4 separate regions of the Mus musculus genome follow, and all the other regions are linked to region 1. Evidence: chromatin contacts called from public promoter capture Hi-C data. All regions are on one chromosome and are shown on one strand. The core of a region is the stretch at or near the end of the contact, and the rest is flanking DNA. Distances in the headings are between cores, read along the strand shown. Region 1 holds the start of 4930525C09Rik (RIKEN cDNA 4930525C09 gene). Region 2 holds the start of Nudt4 (nudix (nucleoside diphosphate linked moiety X)-type motif 4). Region 3 holds the start of Cep290 (centrosomal protein 290). Region 4 holds the start of Ube2n (ubiquitin-conjugating enzyme E2N).

Region 1 (2,712 bases), core at 52-2,551:
GTCAGGAATCAACAAAATTATCTTTTCGGTTGGGAGGCCACCACAACCTGTGGTGAACTGTACTAAAAGGTCACAAAATTAGGAAAGTTGAGAACCATGGATATAAAGGATCCTTGTTCCAGGAAGGCTCAGTATATGATCACAGAATTATTGATTAGAGTTAAAGATCAATGGGCTAGCAACACAAGGACCCAGTATGGAATACAGCTTATTCACATAAGGGTTAGCATCAGGCTATGGGGGTGGGGGGTGGGGGGTATTGTTCTCATGAGCATAACAGCACATACTGCATACTTGGGAATCTTCCAAGGCTGGCAAGGTTTTCAGAGGAGCATATTATCAAGGAATACAGAGAGCTGGGCAGAGCAGAGGGTGTGAGTGCCAGGGAAGCATCTTGAAAGGGGCCGGCCTGGCTTATAACTATTCTCAGTCCCCTTAAACTTGTCCTCCCTAAACACAGCCTCATTGTTCTCATAAACTGGACTCTGAACCTGCGGCTTCATGCTCTGAGAACCTTCTCTTGAAATGCCTGACAATCTTATCTTTTAATTTGTGTTGAAGGTATCCTCTGGTAAAGCCCTGGAGAATGGCCTAGGACATAGAAGCTTGCCCCGTCCTGTGCCTTCTTACCTCCACTTCCATGAGCCACTGCCTCCTCCACCCCTGAACAAAGGCTATTCCAACTTTCACTACATGCCTGGACATAAACTCACTCTCTCTGTCTCTCTCTCTCTCTCTCTCTCTCTGTCTCTCTGTCTCTGTCTCTCTCTCTCTCTCTCTCTCTCTCTCTCTCTCTCTCTCTCTGTGTCTGTGTGTGTGTGTGTGTCTGTGTGTGTGTGTGTGTGTGTGTCTGTGTGTGTGTTTCCCTCTCTTTATGAGTGTGTGAGGTGAGGATAACTGGAGTTGTGGGCCAAACAAGGGCATCTGTGAGAACTTTGCATTTGCCTGCCTGTGTTCATTCATATAACACAGCATTCACTGTTAAAATCCATGTGTGTCTGTGAGTGTGTGTGTCTCTGTGTATGTGTGTTTGTGCACATGTGTGTGTATATGTGTGTGTGCATATGTGGTGTGTGTGTCTGTGTGTATATTAATTTAAGAGATAAATCACAGAAGAAATAAAAAGCTTTCTCCCCTGTTCCTTTACATAGAACATTAGAGCTTTGTGCTGTCCCTCACAGATCCTGGGTCTGGACCCTGATATGAAGGATTCATACCTCACAGAGAAGAGCTAGAAACGGTGGTGCCAGTGAGCAGTGAGGCGGCACATCAGGGAGATAGGGAGAATGGATGGCTACCTTGAGGTTGCAGGGGCTGAGGGACTTTACATTCTGAGCAGTTGCCAAGGTAGCCTTTGTGAGAGACCGGGAGGGTGTCCCATCAAGGTTCCAAATGGAACCAGACCAAAGTTTTCATGATTGCCCTGAACATGACAATGATAACCCTCTTTCCTGACGAAGGCCCCTGCTGAGGGTACCAGACAGAAACACTGCAAGGGTCGTATAAGTTGGTACAGCAAATCCTTTTCAAGAGTCTATTTATAGAAACTTCGTTTTGAATCTGAAGCAGCCACTTATGTTGAATGCAGAGGAAACGTCAAGGTACAGCTAGGCAGAAGGAGCCACAGCGTGGCAGTGAAGTGCTTGGGTCGCATTTTAGTATATTCTGCTTTTGTTTTACTATTTAGGACGTTTAGCTAGAACCTTCATTTCCACTCCAGAACAGCCTAGAGTTCACTGTGTGGTAGAGAAGCGCCTTGAACTTTTGACTGTCCCGTTTCGTCCTCTCTAGAGCTGAGATTACAGACACGGGTTATTACACGGGGCTGCCTTTTCATTCTGTGAAGCTGGTTACCGCAAAAAAACTAGTGAGTTTTCAGCAGCAAAGGAAATAGCTCTCAGCTCTCCATTGTCAGTTACCAACTTTTCAACTGGGATATAAGGCCTTAGTTTCTTTTATGGTTCATTTAGAAAATGGGGTTTTGGGGTTCCTAGATGCTCGGGATGTAATGCATGTTAAGTTTCCTTGCAAATGACTATGATAATGCTGATACTTTAATTCAAATTCCTCCCACCACCCCCCCCCTTTACACGGGATAATAGGATGCATCAAAGCACTCTGTACTAGGTCTAAGAGAGGAAGTTACAGCCATGCATCCTCTAGGCCAGCTCCATGTCTCTTGAACCTGAAAGACTTAGGTGGAGCAGTGGGAAAGTCAAAACATGGCAAACAGAAGTGGAGAATTTACAAAGCAAAGTGGGAGAGACACAGGGTGAGAGTGAGCCACCTCAAAGATGTGGGCCATTAAAGGGAGAAGAGGATGAAAAGGAAAGAAATGTTTTCCTTTTTGTGAATTCTATGCAGGTTTTTATTCCACATCACTTCTACTTCCAAGTGGCTTGGCTGTTTTATATACTATTGTTTCTTCCTTTCAATATAGAAAAGTCTAACTAAACATACCTCAGGGTCTCTCCTTACTCAACCAGAAAATTGAGCACGTGAATGAAGAGTCACAGAAGAACACTAGAGGACGTGGTGAGATGGCTCAGAAGGTAAATGTGCTGGCTGATAAGGTGACCCCAGTTCTGACCCCTTAAACCCACGTGGGTAAAGGAAAGAACCTACTCCTACAGGTTGTGTTCTGACCTACACATACAAGCTATGCCCCCCTCTCATACACACACACACACACACACACACACACACACACAC
Region 2 (2,887 bases), core at 81-2,580, 2.2 Mb after region 1:
GACTGGAGGGGCAGGGTCTGACCGGTTTTGTAAGATGCCAGAGCCTGGCACACCGGAGGCCTTCCAGGAATGAAAAACAAAACGGATGTGGCTGTCTAAACAGTTCTGTGGGAAGTGAAGCTCCTGTAGGTTAGGAGTTCGGGTTTTGAAATAGGGTCTCATGTAGACCAGTCTAGTCTCACCAGTTCTAAATGGCAGGGAATGGCCTTGAATTCCGAATCCTTCTGTTTTGGGCTCTCAAGTGCTGGGATCACATACCTGGGATTCCACACCTGATTTGGATTAGGGGTTTTCTTGAATTCCAGTGATGTCAGGTCTCCTACTTTTTTTCTTTTTCTTTCTTTTCTTTCTTTCTTTCTTTCTTTCTTTCTTTCTTTCTTTTTTTTTTTTTTTTTTTTGGTTTATGGTTTTAGGTTTTCGAGACAGAGTTTCCTCTGTATAGCCCTGGCTGTCCTGGAACTCACTCTGTAGACCAGGTTGGCCTTGAACTCAGAAATCTGCCTGCCTCTGGCTCCCAAGTGCTGGGATTAAAGGCGTGCACCACCACTGCCCACCGGTCTCCTACTTTCTATCTTGGCTCTTCAATAGCACTGAAATATTGGGAGTTGTTCCAAGTGCCTAAAACTGTAAGCTTCCAGACAACAAACATCCCACTGATTTACTGCTATGGCCTTACTTAGAATGAGATACACACAGAATAACAGCCATAACCAGTGTTCATGAATGCACTCTGGAGGGTCAGCGGAGGTGGGGATGCCACAACACAGACAACTGGCTATAGTCCACTTCAAAGCCTCAGCTGACTCTTCAAGAGCACATAAAAGCACTCTCATCGAAACAGAGGAAGTGGGGAGAGGGAGAAGGAAGGGGAGAGGAGAGAGAGAACTCAATGAATTTAACCTTCCTAGCCTTCACAAGCAATGCTAACCGCGATGCTTCAGTAGTCCTGCCATGGCTCCGGGGACCTTGGCTCCAGGACCCAGTACTGGGGTCCGTCCCTAAAGGGAACTCTATCGGACCTCTAAAACGGAGAACGAGGAGGTCTCTGCTCGCTTCCCTTCCCTGGCCTTGTACAAAGCGCACCCCCCCCCCCAAAAAAAAAAGGCCTCTGGAGCACTCGCCCGCGGGCAGGGCAGAGCTGGCGGAGCCCTAGACTTAGGCCTCGAGCCCCGCCCCCCGGCTGGTCGAAGCCGCGCCCCCAGCTCCCCACCCTACCCCCGCCCGGCAACGGTCCTGGCGCGCAGGCGCACTGGCGCGCCCAAAGGAGGGAGCGCGCCGGCGCGCGCGCGCGGGAGCCCCGCTTAAATGCGGGCGAAGGGGGCGGCGCGCATCCTCGGCGTCTCTGCCCGGTCTGCACCGTCGCTTCCAACTGTCTCCGCGTGGCACGAGCCACGAGCCGCGCTCTTCCCCCGGCGGCGGCGGCGGCGGCGGGTGCAAGCAAGGAGTGGCTGCGAGCGGCGGCGGGCTCCATGGAGAGCGGCGGGCGCCGGAGCAGAGGCGGCGCTTCCACCGCTGCGCCCGGACTGCAGTGACCCGCGTTCCGCCCCGCGTCCCGGCGGCCGCCCGGCCTCGCCGTCCGTGTCCGTGCCGCCGCCGCCGCCCGTCCCACCGGCGCCCGAGCATCGCGACTTCCTTCGGCCCGACTCCCCGGCGGGGTGGCGGCGGCCGGGTCCCCACGGTGGCGGCCGGAGCAGCGGCTGCAGGAGCCCGGCTCTAGGATGAAGTTCAAGCCCAACCAGACGCGGACGTACGACCGCGAGGGCTTCAAGAAGAGGGCGGCCTGCCTGTGCTTCCGCAGCGAGCAGGAGGACGAGGTAAGCGCGGGGACAAAGGCTGGCGACCGGGCTTCATCCCGCACCCCCCTGCACCGCCCGGGCCTGCGGGTCACCGGCAACCCCCACGCCCGGAGCTGGAGATCGGCCTCCGGGGTTCGCCAGCCTGCCTTTTAGACCTCCCATTAGGTCGCAAGCTGTTGGCTTCATTACGTAGATACCTCCTTTTGCAAAGCGGACTCCGCTTTTAAAGTTTTTCTGACGACCGAAAGATGGCCAGCGAGAGATGTGGAATGACGCCAGAAGGGACAAGATAGGCCAGGAACGGGGCGAAGTTGCCCTTTTCAGCCCGGCCATCTCTCGCTCTTCTGGTTTCTCAAGGCTGTTCTGCGGTGTGACTTGACATCTGGGAAGGAGCGGCGTGTGATTTTACCCGACCCTTCGCCCTGCTTTGGACGGATAGGGACCTTTGGAGTAATCTCTGGGAGAGCCTATTTTATTTCACTTCAGTTCTATTCGGTTTTAAAATGATTCCGTTTTCATCCTGCTCTGGATAGTTCAGTCACTTGGTAGCTGGGGGAAATCTTGTAGCGCTGCCACGCCTAAAATGAACTGATAGAGGAAAAAAAGTTAGCGTTCTGAGTTCTGCTTCTGTAGCCGCGTCCAGGGAAGCACCAAGCATAAAACTGGAGATGGGATCTAATGGCTTCCTTATTGCTAGCCCCTGAAGTTATGATAAGTATGACAGCGTACACTCAGTGGTGGTTAACAGATAGCCGCGTGCTTGAAAGTTAGGATCTTTAAACCGCTTTTGCTTTTTATTTATTTATTTTAAAGGTTGATTTGAAAGCTTCTAAGTGTTAAACCCAAATCCCGAAGGAACTTCTAGAGAAAGGTCTTTGAGCTGAGTCTACTTAGAAGAGAACGGAATATAGGACCTTTTAAAAGTGCACAAAGGACAAAAAAGGCCAACAAGCCTTAAATGCAGTCTATCATGGGGTGGGGGGAGTCTTTGAAGGAGGTGCCGTGCTAGGGCAAGGCAAACTAAGTATAAAAACATGTAATAGCGAATAGTGACCCAGGATCCAGTCTGACCTGTTCACTGCTCTATCGGA
Region 3 (2,825 bases), core at 76-2,575, 2.8 Mb before region 1:
GCTGATAACCAAAATATACTCTCAAACTCTTGAACAGTATATCCCAAATTACTGGCCCCAAATATTTTTCTATATGCTTTTACCTTAATGTAAAGAATACATATTCTTTCTCAGTATTTATTTATGAAGAATCTAGAATCCTCTTATCATTTCATGTATAGCTTATAGGGGAGAGATTTTGTATTTTATTTGACCATATGATTCTTTATGACTCTTTATGTTTCTCCTAAAAAATATTTCTTTTCCTACACACTCTTTCCTACAAACCTTCATTAGAGACTGGGTAATTCTGAATAGATGTATCATGTTTTCTTGGTCTTCATTTTTTAGTTCATTTACTTCCACCTAAGGAAACAAACACACAAAAAATGGACTATTTCATACCCTGCACATTAAATACAAGCACTCTTCCAGTTATAGCATTCAATGATTTCAAGAAGCAATTTCAATTCATGACATTGTACATCAGGCTCTGTGTACAAATCATTTATTAAGTACCTTGGATAAAGATATCAATAATTTATCTGCTAACTCTTCTTGCCGTGGCAGGTCATCTGGATCAACTTTGATTAATTCTTTCCACTTTATATTAGGTGGCATCTTGAATTCTTTCACTGTCTCTCAGCCTCTACAAAGAAGCAGGTGGATTTTAGCATTTTCAAGGAAAATGGCCTTGCAGTGTTTACATGATCATGAGCGGTCTTACTTAACTCTCTAGGTGCTGGCTAAGAGCTATGGCTCCTGAACTGCAAAACAGATGCAGAGGCAAACAGCCTCGACGAAAATTAGTTCCCCTGACACAGGCTATACGATAATGTACACGCTAAATTATTATTTTCTTGCTAAGACGAATTCGGAGCTAAAACCCCGAGGCCCCTTTTCCAAGTCCCCTACCATCAATGATGGTACCAACTCCCAAGATGTTTGGAAGTTTTTGAAAACCTTCTGAGGAAAGGGGACCAGAGGATTTTTAAAGTAGATAAAAAGACTGAGCTAAATGAAGTGTTTGCGGAATCAAGCTCAATCAGGGAGGCCGAGACGACACTGCAGACAAGAGCGACAGAGGTCTGGATAGGTAGGGCTGCACCCTGTCCCTCGGGATTACGATCCTGTGAACGACACTAAGCGGCTCCGGCTCACGAGGATCCACCCACCGAAACCAAGACCTGCCACCAGCAGCAGTCACTCATCTACAGCGACCACCTCCGGGTTCGGCCACCGCCCCGGCCTCACGCTTCCCAGAGCGGTCCTCGCGCACTCAGGCTGCTCCCGCCAACTCTTCCCGACCGAGCCGAAGCGGCGCCGGCTGCTAGGCGACACCACTCCCCGCCCCCCAGCCTGCCAAGACCGGAACTAGGCCCCGGGATACCTGGGAAGACTACATTTCACGACCCTGGAAAAAGCTTTACGGCTCTATTTCCCCTCCAAGCCCTCCTTACTGTGGATGAGGGAGAGCCGTGAGATGAGGACTCTACGTCCCAGAGTGCAGTTCGGCGTCGCGGCTGTGCATCCTGGGATTGGAAGTTTTTGGGAAGAGCGGCGCGTTCCCGGCGTGCAATGCGGGAGTCTGCGGCCGCCCTGGAAGAGCTGGGGGAAGGCTCGGGAGGCGGGAGGAGCGGCTGCTAAGGTGCGGCCGCCCCGGAGTCCGAGCGTGGCAGGCTATGACTGTGTTTTCTGCGGAGTCCTTCTCCGGTCCACCATCCCAGAAGCTTTCCTGAACCGTCTCCTGGCGGAGCCGCCCTCAGGTGAGGTCGGGGCGTGTCAACCCACAGCCAGGAGTAGCTCAGGGAACCTTTGCGTTTTTAGGGAAGCGCTAGCTTGGGGCTGCCGAAGGGCTGGCGGATCTTGCAGAGGTTTGGGAAAGAGTCCTCCGGCTACTCAGGTAGGTGCGAGGGGCTCCCAGTTAGTGGCTTCCCTAAGAGGGGAGTCAATAAAAGTTTCCAGCCTCCTTGGTGTCTGGGAAAGTGGAGCGCCCCCACCCCCACCGCACCCCCTGAGTTCACGCTCTGGTTGAGTGAAGAAGGAGCGTCAAGATGGGGCAGCCTCCTGCAGCAGCTTGCGGATTGTAGTGCTTATTAGGTTAATAAGAGTGGAGTGAAGGCCAAGGAAAGAGGAGCCTTAGTGCGCCCAAGGCTCTTAAGCCGGGCTGGAGGGAGGGAGGAGGGCCATGCCAAGCGATGGCATTTTGCTGTCATTTGCTGGGTACCAAGGGAGTTCTTGGGGGAAAGTGCCTTCTCCTTCTCAGATGTTAATCTTCTTACTCAGGGAACTGTTGCCAAATGCACAGCTATTCTACACCAGCAGGTAACTTTAGGAGCTGTAAGCATCTATTTGAAAGAGTGCGTCTCGTATATATGTATGAATGTATGTATGTATGTATACGTGGATAGATATATAAGGTACTTATACATATCATACATAATAGATATTAAGTAATTAAAAGAAAAATGTAGACAGTTACATTTTTCTTTTGAAAAGATTTCTGCGGTTGAGAAAAACAAATAGCACAAAAAAATGGTATTTGAAACAAATTTTAAAGACGTTCTTCAGATTTGTAGGCCTGATTGCAGTGTTTGCTTTATTTCTAAATACTGTTTAGTTTTGGAATTATTCTTTGTGGAGATACAGCAGTATTATCCGCATTGTCCATCTAAGAGATTGAAGCTCGGAGAGGTTAAACGCTGTTTTCTTATTTAATGTGATGAACACAATCATTCATTCTACAAGCTAATGTTTGTGAAATGCGTGATATAGTTGCACTTCCCAGTTTCTCTTTTAAACGTTAATACTAAGCTTTACTTGTGTTTTGCACATTTAATTTTATG
Region 4 (2,700 bases), core at 40-2,539, 2.2 Mb after region 1:
GCTTGTTTTTCTAATTCAAGCACCTTTCTGTCAATGACACCCCAGCCTCACAGACATTTGTGACTGCCTGAAGAACTACAGTGTCTCACACCCTTCAAAGAGGCCCTCCACTTACTTTGTACAAATCTCCCCTAAAACTTTGGAAGAGTGGAACAATGCTATAAATATATGTTCAGTGGATTACAGCAAGCAAAGTGAAGCTTCAATTTGAGCACTTAGCTGGCAAACTGGGCAGTGCAAGATTTTTTTAACCAATTTCCTACATTAAAAAAAAAAACAGATGCCAAAAAATGTTAAAAATTTAGTTTTCTTGGGTTATAACACTATGAAGACTTAATGGTGTTATGTAAAGATTTTAGGAAATCAAGATACGAGGTTTATACCCCCGTGGTTCCTTATGTATTTATCAAAATTCAGTATCCCTAAAGAGCCCCAGGGCCGCTCAAATAAGGCGCACAAAAGCTGAGAGGCAAACTGTTTCACAGATCATCCCCATAACCGAGGCCCTTGAGGCCCTTGCCTCGGAGAAGAGAACAGTCTCCAAAGAGTTAGCCAGCCGAAGTACAATCACAGCGCTACCCAGCAGAAACACCGGGAAGCGAACGCGGAAGCCAGGGCAACCGGGCGGCCAGCCCCGGACGTCGCTAGGAGGTGCGGGGCAGCCAGGACCAACCTGTGCTGTCGCCGGCAGAACCCCGTGGCCCTCCCGGAGCGGCCTCTCCCGGCCCGCGGCCCCGCCCGGCTCTCGGGGTCGGTCCATTCATTCCGCACCCGGGACTGCCGCAGCCCCGAGCCCCTGCGGAGGAAGAGAAGGGAGCTCCGGGGCAGAGCGGCCGGCCACGGGCCACCACCCGCGCCCAGAGTCCAGGCCACGCCGCGATTCCCGCCCCGCGGAGGAACAGAAGCCGCCGAGGCCCGCACCGGTCCCGCGCCAGAGCCCGAAGCCCGCAGCCCCGCCCTCTCCCGGGCAGCCGCCAGGGCCTCCCCGGCCGCGGCCGCACCGCCCGGGCGTCCCGCTTGTCCGGCGTTCAGAGGCGGCCGGAAGTCTCCCCGGCGCCCCCTCCTCAGCGCCCGACTTCCTCGCCGCCGAGGCCGGACCCTTCTCCGCGATGCCTTAGAGAGGCCTCTCGGAGGCTGCGGAGGGAAGCGGACGGCCGCGCGGCCCGGCGCGCCGGAGCAGAGCCAGTGGCCCGAAGCCCGCCTGGGCGGTTACCTTGATGATCCTGCGGGGCAGCCCGGCCATCTTGTCAGATCCCGAGTTCGGCCTCTGCTCTTGTCTCCGGCTCCGCTCTCCTCACGCTCGAGTGGAAGTCCCGGGCTCCACTTCCGGGGAACGTCGCCGCGCCCGCCTGTCGCTACCTCCGCCGAGGCCCCTCGGGAAATGTAGTCCCTGCTAGGACGCGGGCTTCCGACAGCCTTCCCTCCGACCTGGTGGCCCCCTCCCCCGCGCTCCCCGCCCCAACCCCAGCCGGGGGTGGCGGAAGTGACGCTCCGCGGCGGGGCAGGGACTTGGGGGGAGGCGGCGCGAGGCGGCGCCGAGCTTCTTGGCCCGTGGCAGAATCGGCAACACTGGGCGGCCGGCGTCCACGAGCGAGCGCTGTACGTGCGACCACGCCTGCGTCGGGGGGCGACGTAACAAAGGCCCGGCCCCCGACGCAGCCCATTCATTCATTCGTTCCGTTTGTTCATTCAGCGTGTCCGCAGTGCGCGTGGCGGGCTGGCGCTGCAGCGGTTCCCTGCGGACAGGGCAGGCGGGTCGCGCGCTCCTCCTCGGTGGCGAACAGGCCGGAAGTCAATACCAAAGCTTCTAACTGGGAATAACGCTGCTTGCCAAGGACCACACACACACCCGCGACAAAAAAAATTTTTTCTAAACGTTTAAATTTCACATAAAAAAGGGGGCCTCTCTGGCGCTCCCCAAAAGAGAGTTCGGAACAAGGGAGGAGGCAAAAGGCACGGCCTCTAAACGCCTGGATCCTGCAGGATATTTAATCTTTGTGGTTGTTGGTTTTCCTGAGAAAGGGCTCCCTATGTAACCAAGTCTGGCCTGGTGCTCTCTATTCTGTACGCACCGAGCTGACTTGGAACTCGTGATTCTCCTGCCTCTGCCCCCTGAGTAGAGCTAGGCTTGTGCCACCACTTAAGGTTGAGCCTAGCAATCGAGATTTACGTGCTAACTAGAAGAAGGATCTGATTAGAGTGTAAGGGTCCATGCATGATTCGCTGAAGAATGATACCCCAGACCCAAACGGTATGTAAACGCAGAGAGGGCTTTATTCTGCAGAAGTCCAGCTTGCTAGGGTCTCTCATTCCAAGATGGAGACCTGGAAGTGAGCTCACAGTTCAGATTTAAAGCACATTAGGGGTGTGGTGGGGACATGAGTGGCTGAAAACTGTTGCTGAGGAAGTCTGGAAACTACTGCTGACCCACTGTCCTTGCTTCAGGCCAGGTGGTGGGGCAGCTTCTGAGGCCTGGACTTGCCTAGTTCTTAGAAACAGGGATTTAGGCCTCGTCTTCTGAATTGCCAATTTGAAGTCAGCCTAGCCTTCTCAAGGGGATAGAAAAGCCTGTAATCCCCAAAGGCGTTGGATTACTCATAGAATGAGGGCCCTAAAAGTGGAGGTGTCTCACAAGGATCGCTGGGTGTTTCCATTTCTTTTCATGTTGCTGTGGTAAAACACCCTCCAAAAGCAACTTAA

The links. Promoter capture Hi-C pulls out the DNA fragments that hold promoters and counts their contacts.
Region 2: a promoter capture Hi-C map of pre-B cells shows a contact between it and region 1. The contact joins the promoter of Nudt4 here to the promoter of 4930525C09Rik in region 1. A contact is called at or near these places in 1 of 39 promoter capture datasets (pre-B cells) and 2 of 484 Hi-C or Micro-C datasets (B cells and CD4 T cells).
Region 3: a promoter capture Hi-C map of hippocampal neurons shows a contact between it and region 1, with 2.9 times the contacts expected there. The contact joins the promoter of Cep290 here to the promoter of 4930525C09Rik in region 1. A contact is called at or near these places in 2 of 39 promoter capture datasets (hippocampal neurons and liver).
Region 4: a contact with region 1 is called in a promoter capture Hi-C map of hippocampal neurons, with 7 times the contacts expected there. The contact joins the promoter of Ube2n here to the promoter of 4930525C09Rik in region 1. A contact is called at or near these places in 1 of 39 promoter capture datasets (hippocampal neurons) and 1 of 115 datasets of contacts at active chromatin or transcription factors (astrocytes).

What each region holds. Positions count from the first base shown.
Region 1 is chr10:97,713,361-97,716,072 of GRCm38.p6, reverse strand. It overlaps 4930525C09Rik (RIKEN cDNA 4930525C09 gene), which reads right to left and starts at 1,301. Exons shown (of 3, transcript NR_130993.1): 1 at 1,218-1,301. All of the region lies in intron 4 of Gm10754 (predicted gene 10754), which reads left to right.
Region 2 is chr10:95,562,589-95,565,475 of GRCm38.p6, reverse strand. Nudt4 (nudix (nucleoside diphosphate linked moiety X)-type motif 4) reads left to right here and starts at 1,330. Exons shown (of 5, transcript NM_027722.5): 1 at 1,330-1,814. The coding sequence starts at 1,719.
Region 3 is chr10:100,486,082-100,488,906 of GRCm38.p6, reverse strand. It overlaps Cep290 (centrosomal protein 290), which reads right to left and starts at 1,325. Exons shown (of 54, transcript NM_146009.3): 1 at 1,155-1,325; 2 at 499-628; 3 at 268-345. The coding sequence starts at 600. It overlaps Tmtc3 (transmembrane and tetratricopeptide repeat containing 3), which reads left to right and starts at 1,560. Exons shown (of 14, transcript NM_001110013.1): 1 at 1,560-1,745.
Region 4 is chr10:95,513,751-95,516,450 of GRCm38.p6, reverse strand. It overlaps Ube2n (ubiquitin-conjugating enzyme E2N), which reads right to left and starts at 1,289. Exons shown (of 4, transcript NM_080560.3): 1 at 1,214-1,289. The coding sequence starts at 1,243. Gm46239 (a long non-coding RNA gene) reads left to right here and starts at 2,195. Exons shown (of 2, transcript XR_001779843.2): 1 at 2,195-2,251.